Regions from separate parts of the Gossypium hirsutum genome. Here region 1 is linked to region 2. A link is a contact called in public Hi-C data. All regions are on one chromosome and are shown on one strand. Each heading gives the region's core, a stretch centred on a gene start, on an enhancer-like site or on the middle of the called end of the contact. The rest is flanking DNA. Distances are from core to core; before and after follow the strand shown. Region 1 has its middle 9.6 kb from the start of LOC107954725. Region 2 holds the start of LOC107954657 (fimbrin-2).

The links. Hi-C and Micro-C count contacts between places; a contact is called where the count stands out from the background.
Region 1: a contact with region 2 is called in a Hi-C map of leaf, with 1.6 times the contacts expected there. The contact joins the enhancer-like site here to the promoter of LOC107954657 in region 2. A contact is called at or near these places in 2 of 34 Hi-C or Micro-C datasets (both in leaf).

What each region holds. Positions count from the first base shown.
Region 1 is chrD07:33,935,556-33,939,362 of Gossypium_hirsutum_v2.1, forward strand. No RefSeq gene overlaps it. Among protein-coding and RNA genes, the nearest start is that of LOC107954725, 9.6 kb to the left of the region's middle. Within about 2 kb of position 1,361, at least 8 of the 9 cell types and tissues checked have an H3K27ac peak or open chromatin away from gene starts, as enhancers often do. A contact at or near this core is called in leaf, where this site is marked.
Region 2 is chrD07:33,038,055-33,041,465 of Gossypium_hirsutum_v2.1, forward strand. It overlaps LOC107954657 (fimbrin-2), which reads left to right and starts at 1,927. Exons shown (of 14, transcript XM_016890281.2): 1 at 1,927-2,150; 2 at 2,222-2,392; 3 at 2,583-2,824; 4 at 2,924-3,095. The coding sequence starts at 2,064.

The DNA.
Region 1 (3,807 bases), core at 111-2,610, 900 kb after region 2:
CATTTATACCGTCGGCCCGAGAGCTTTATCTGGATGCATTTCAAACAACACCGGTTTAAACTACTCAGTAGTAAAAGGAGAAAGAAGAGCATTATTATCAGAGTCCGTACCACGAGAATCAAAATCAGAAAAAGCATCAAACTGCAAGCTAGCCGAAACCAAAAAAGGAGAAGTAAAATAACTAAGAACAATGAAATGCATGCCTGCCTCATCAGTACATTGCTGACCCACATCATCATAAAGCATAGAAATATGATTTAACCATTTTCTTTTACTCACCCAAGCATGGAAAAACTTTAGCTCGCTGTTTCTAAAACACCTCTTGAGCAAGCAAAATATTTAAGTCAAAACATAACTTTAGAACCTCATCATCAGTATTCCCTACAGAATATGACCGGAAAAGTTCCTCCTTAACAACCTTAATACAAGAAATGAAATTTCCTCCCAACTTGTACCTCCATTAAGAAAGAGAAATAACACAATTACTTAACTTGGCAGAAACAGACCCATTCGACACCATAAACCAAGCATCTGCAATGACATCAAAAAAACCAGTTTCACTAAGCCAAAACTTCTCAAACTTGAAGCGCTGAACTCTTGGGGTTGAAAACCTAGCTTTCACCACTAATTTAATAGGTGAGTGATACGAAGTGGGACACACAAGACTATAAAGCTTATGGAATGGATAGCGTTGAACCCACGCGTCATTTACAAAAGCCCTATTAAGCCTTTCCATGACAAAAGAACTGGTTCCCCTACCCCATTCCCAAGTAAAAGAGGAACCTCTAAAAGATTACAGTCTGAAACACAATCACGAAAACCATCGAGCCAAACAGTAAGGTAAACTGCACCACCTTTCTTATCATTAATTGACAAAAGATTATTGAAATCCCCAAAGCACATCCATGGAAGAGAATTAAGGGACGCCAAATGTCTTAGCAAAGCCCAAGAACCACGCTTCCTACTCAACTCCGGAAAACCATAGAAACCAGTAAGCCTCTATTTAAAACCATTGTGTAACTCAACAAGAGCATCAATGTGATTCTAAGAATACCCGAAAATAGAAATATTAAAAGTCGAATTCCAAAATAATGCAAGTACGCCACTACGACCAAGACGGTCTACACAAACAGTAACCAAAAAGTAAAGAAAAGCACAATTCTTCAATTTTATTATAATGAACTAAAGTCTCAGATAAAAACAAAATACTGGGTTTATTAGAATGAACAAGCTCCCTGACAGTGAGTACCGCACGGGGATTACCCAGTCCCCGGCAGTTCCAAGCAATACAAATCATGGCTTCCGATGGGTCTCCTCTAAGAGACCGACCGATACAGTAGTTTGAGTAAAGCAAGAGCTGCCCCAAATAGTAGTAAGCTGGGCTGTATCATTTGAAGAAACATGCTGAGCTGAAACATTAGAATCGACCCTATACTTTTTCTTTTCTTTTTTTTCTTCAACATCCATAATAGAATCTTTAATGGATTGTTAAACACTCATACCCGGAAAAGGCCCATCATTCGATAGTCCACTTGATGCCCCTTGGCCCTGATCATTAGCTCCAACATTGACATTGAGAGCTAGCTGTTTTAGATAAGAAAGCCATCTATTTTGGATGTGTGAATTACTCCCCCTCCCACTTGATCATATAATCCCACCTGAAATGTCGCCCAAAAATTCTCATTCTTTCTTAAATCACGCCTCCACTAAACAAATTGCTTTCGATTCCTATGTTTGACCTCCGCTCGTATATCCTCCGACCAACCTTGGATTAGCTCCCCCTCCGAAGAGTCGAGCAATCTTTGGCAACTAGTCATTGTGTCATATTATACCACACAAATAACACACAAGAGGAAGCCGCTTCTAACTAAAACTGACCTTAAAATAAGGTAATCATGTTTTCTTAATTTCTTTTTCCTCATAAGAGCCTAATGAATTTCTAGATGCACACAAATGCTCATGAAGTTATTCAACACGTTCAATATGCTACTAGCATCATAATCTTAGAAATAACCCATAACATTATCGAGACTCTTGTCCAAGGCTTACGAAGCAAAATCGGGTGGCAAATCATAGACTTGAACCCAAAAATCCGCAAAGAAAAAGTTAACATTTTCCGAATTCTCTCATTGAGCCAACTTATAAACCAAAAGAAGACAATTGTTAAAGGACCATAGACCCTGAAATAATCTTTTTTAGATCCACCACATGAAAAAATTGAATCAAAATATAACCACTTATCGCCAATCAACTTGATGCTAGCACCTCGGATCGAACACCACAACCACAAAAAAGTCCTTTCCACAACCGCAAAGTTTATCACCTTCTCTCTAAGAAACTTACCGACAAGACATAAATCATAGTCAATGTTGACAACAATGAGATCTTTAGGATTGACGACCAACTTCTCCTCTTCCTTGTAACACCCCATACTCGGCCTAGACAACAAGGCCAAGTCCGAAGAGTTACATCAAAATTTCCACAAAACAATACTTCTGAATCTTAGTTAAAAGTCTTTCCAAAGCAAACTAGAGTTTAACAAACCTAACATGTAGTACAAAAACTAATATCTTAACCATCATATGTCTTGAAACTACTGTAAATGAGTCAATGGTAATAATAATGATATAGTGGATAAATAGTATGACCGAGTTCCCGATTCGCGGACCCGATCAAATCTGTGGGTTACCTGTGATTCAGTCAACAGAAGAAATGAATTAATGATCTATAAAGAAATAACTATATGTTCAAATAGATTTAGGTTAGAACTAGTAAAGTCCCAAATTCGAGTTCAGAACAGAAATAGATCTAGTAAGTAAATCATTCATTTTAACAGAACATAACAGTTCAGACAAATAGTAAGCTAGATTATTCTCAGATACAGAGCAAATCAACATAAATGCAGTTTTCCTATTCCCTACCACTACACACCATCTTTGACTAACCCAACACACCAAATAGGGTATTGAATACCCTTCCAACCCTACACACCACACAGTGTTGGTATGACACGTTCCAATAATTGCAAACTGGCTACAGGATCAAAATACAGATACTGGTGATTTAACCATTGTCTAATAACAGAATACTTCCTCCTTTGCTTAATTCCCACCCAATACAGATGCAGATTTCAAATATTAGCTAATACAAAGGCCTACACAACCGTTCAGATACATTTCCTGTTCATACATAATAATTAATATCATTAATAGACATTGTACGCAGTACACACATGCAGGTTTCTAGTACTCAGTTTCATATCACAAAATAGAAATTTATACAGTTTAATTCAGATTATACGGGCCCCATAGAAGGCCTGCATTCATTTCAAATGACGCTTGTGACATGAGAGAACAATTCTACATTTTTTGTCCACACACCCATATGGTTTCACACGGCCTGGATAGTTGGCTTGTGTGTCTCCACACGGCCAAGCACTCGTCTGTGTGTTTCACATGGCCTAACACACGCCCATGTCATTTACTCGTGTGGTCATAAAGCTCAAATAGTATGTTACATGACTTGGACACACGCCTATGTCATTGGCCTATATGAACTATGCACAAAATATTCTCACACACGATCTGGACACATGCTCGTGTCCTTAGCTCGTATGTCTCTAATTCGTGAACAGTGAGTTATACGACCTGGCACACGGTCGTGTAGCATTGACAGTCCCATTTTTCGACGACTAAAACTCAAAGAAGAAGGGATTTTTGATACCCACCTGATGTAGTGTCGGTGCAAGGGTAATTCATGAGACTCCCAAAGCCTAAAAACAAGATTCAATCACTCAATTAACTTAAA
Region 2 (3,411 bases), core at 677-3,176:
ATAAAAGACATTTAAATTGCTTGAGAATAAGCTCCTCAAGTGTATTGGAGAACCTAATTTGACATATCAAATTACGACAGATCATTACTCAATGGGCAAAGGTAAACACAATTAAAACAAGGATCATCAAGGTAGTTTCTAAAATAAAAATGACAAGTAATATCATATAAGCATATTTTATAACGAGATGGTCAACTTCATCCATCTTATAAACTAGAGTAACAAGCACATTTTAGTTCACTTCATTTCATAAATCTCATAAATTCATTTTTTATCTTCGTACTTACAAATGTGCAATTTTTGTATCTTACTAGACATTCTTGAATTCATTTGTCTTATTAGGCCCTTCGTAACCTTAGTAAAACTGGACTAAAAAACTCGAGAATTTCATCCAACTCCACCAAGTATTTATATAATCATTGCACAAATGTGCATTTCAACCTACACAACCAAGATATAACACTAAGAGTGCTCCAACCCACACAACCAAGGTTCTCAAAGAGAACATTCCTTTAGTCCACATTGAATGTGAAGCCAAGGTAACAATACCAATAGAGGGTTCAACCGAGTCCAAATTAAGGTAGGGATATAACAATAGGAAACTTTTAGAAGCTGTGTAATTATTGGTTAGTTAAACGACACCACGTCAAAGCAAGCAACTATGCTTATTAAAAGTGTAGTTTTGAAAACTTGAAAGTACTGTACAAGTAATCATGGAACCCTAACATTAATATCTCGAACAACAATAGCCTCTGTCTTCACTAAAGAGATGCCACCTTATTCCCCTACTGATAGTCTCATAGAAACTCACTTTATAAATTTCTTTTTAACTAAGGGGACAAATATCATATCCTTATATTAAAATATCTCTTAACACCTTAGGAATGAAGCTCACACCATTACAGATATGGGAGAGGTATAGCCATAATGTCCTCTAGGATAACCATTACATCATGTTCAATCTCATTTAATGATCTCAACTTCTAGGCTTGCCAACCTCAAGAAAGTCACATTCGACTCACACCTTATATGAACCATGAGATTAAACTCTACAAGAAAGTAATCATGAGATAAAGGCCCACTCAAATTGCTCTCCCTCTCCTCCAAGATGAATGGGATAAACAAGAAACTAGATACTAGAACTTTATCCATGTGCCGCCTTAACCTTCTCAAATTACTAATCTTAATGGCTTTCCTCACAGTCCATAGTATGGATGAACCTTAATTTAATATCTCTTTGCACTCCGTACACTATAAACCGCCCTCACGAATTATGTGACCTTAGTAAAAATCACACTCGGCAAGGTTTTAAAATTTAAACTGGCTTAGACATTTTTCTTAAATCCCCTAACAATGGAGACACGAATTACCTGTTATTTAAAATATGAACCAACAGTTAGAGATGGTGGGCGAAATAGACATTCAATTTGAATTCTAAAAACAGAAAAGGGAAGGCGTAATGGACCCAATATCCATCCTTCCAACTCCGAGTGGTTCGAAGGGCAAAGGCCCACAGTTACTATTCATTTGAATAAATAAAAGAACGGTTAAAATATGCATATAGTTTCTGTACTTTTTAAAAATTAGAAATTTAGTCCCAGTTCTTGTATTTTCACGAATTTAATCTCTTTATTTTTTAGATTTTCAAAATTCATCTAACTGTTAATACTGTTAACTCTTTTTTTTTTGGTTAAATTCAGGTTAATTACAACATTTTTTTTACTTACATGGGTAACAAGTGAGTGATTCTTTTTTTATATAAGAAAACAGAGAGTGATAATAGTTGTATATGAATTTTGAAATCTAAATGGTAGAGGAACTAAATTTCTAGAAATACAAGTACAAGGAGTAAATTCCTAATTTTTAAAAAGTACAAGTACTATAGACATACTTTATCCTAAAAGAAAATAAAAAAGGGGACAGAATGGTCATAATATGAATTGTCAGAAGCAGTGTTGCTCTTGCCAATACCAGCTACAACTCCCACTTCTCTTCTCCTTCTTCACAAACTCAGGCCAAACATAAAAATTTGTCATTAGATTCTGATCTAAATAAAAACAAAGATGTCTGGTTACGTAGGCATTTTGGTCTCAGATGCATGCCTGCAAAACCAGTTCACTCAAGTCGAACTTCGTAGCTTAAAATCTCATGTAACTCAACGATTCTTTCATTTTTCTCCTTCTTTTTTGATCGCAGTTACTAACACTTTGTTTTTTGGTAGTTTACTAGTATGCGAAGAGAGAGCGGGAAACTAACGCTGGGAGACTTAGCATCCAGAATGTCCAGATTGAAAGCTGTGGGAGAGAATCTGAGTGACCAAGAAACTACAGATTTTATCGCTGCTTTGTATCCTAACTTCAACGATGAGGTCGATTTCGAGTCCTTTTTGAAGGTTTGTTGTTGTTGTTTTTGGTGTTCCAATCCCTTTTTTTTATCGTTAATATATTTTTTTTTTCTTAAAGTTCAAGTTTATGAAAATTTGAATTTGGATTGTTGTTTCAGAAGTAACTTTTCAGAAAACCTTTTTTTTTTCAAAATTTCCTGGAAAGTGGATTATCAATCACTGTGTTTTGTGTGGATAGGTTCATCTGAAACTTCATGCACATGCAAGCTCTAGAACAGGAAATCCAGCAAAGAACTCATCAGCATTCCTCAAGGCAGCTACAACTACTCTGCTTCACACCATAAGCGAATCCGAAAAGGCATCCTACGTTGCCCATATCAATAATTATCTCGCTCAAGATGGGTTCTTAAACAAATACTTACCCATCGATCCGTCCTCAAATGATCTATTTGAGATTGTTAAAGATGGAGTTCTTCTTTGGTAAATCCTTCTTTCTACCTTTTTAAAACTATTAGATTTGTTGTTTTTATGCCAGCGGGAGAAGATTTTTTTTGAAGCTTTTATACAAAATAAATGCAGCAAACTGATAAATGTAGCAGTTCCGGGTACCATTGATGAAAGGGCTATTAATACTAAGAGACTGCTCAATCCATGGGAAAGAAATGAAAACCATACACTATGTCTCAACTCTGCCAAGGCTATTGGCTGCACTGTAGTCAATATAGGAACACAAGATTTCATTGAAGGAAGGGTATGCGTATACTTATACTGTTGGTCTGTTGCATTGCTGAACTAGTTTATTTGATGGTTGGATTTTCACTTGAGTTTAAGAAAGACATGTTGGATAAAAGCATTATTTTTAAAGCATGCTTCATTGCTTTTGTTGTTTTTGTTATTCCCAGAGCTGTGGCCAATGTGACAATCTTTAATGCTATTCTTTTCACTTCTTAACTATTTTTCAATACAATGATTGGTGTTGGGAAGATCATTGCTTCTCATATTTGGCCTGGACTAGGTAGACCATTTATCTGTTTATTAATGCTAAACCAAAATCGAAACCCTTTCTT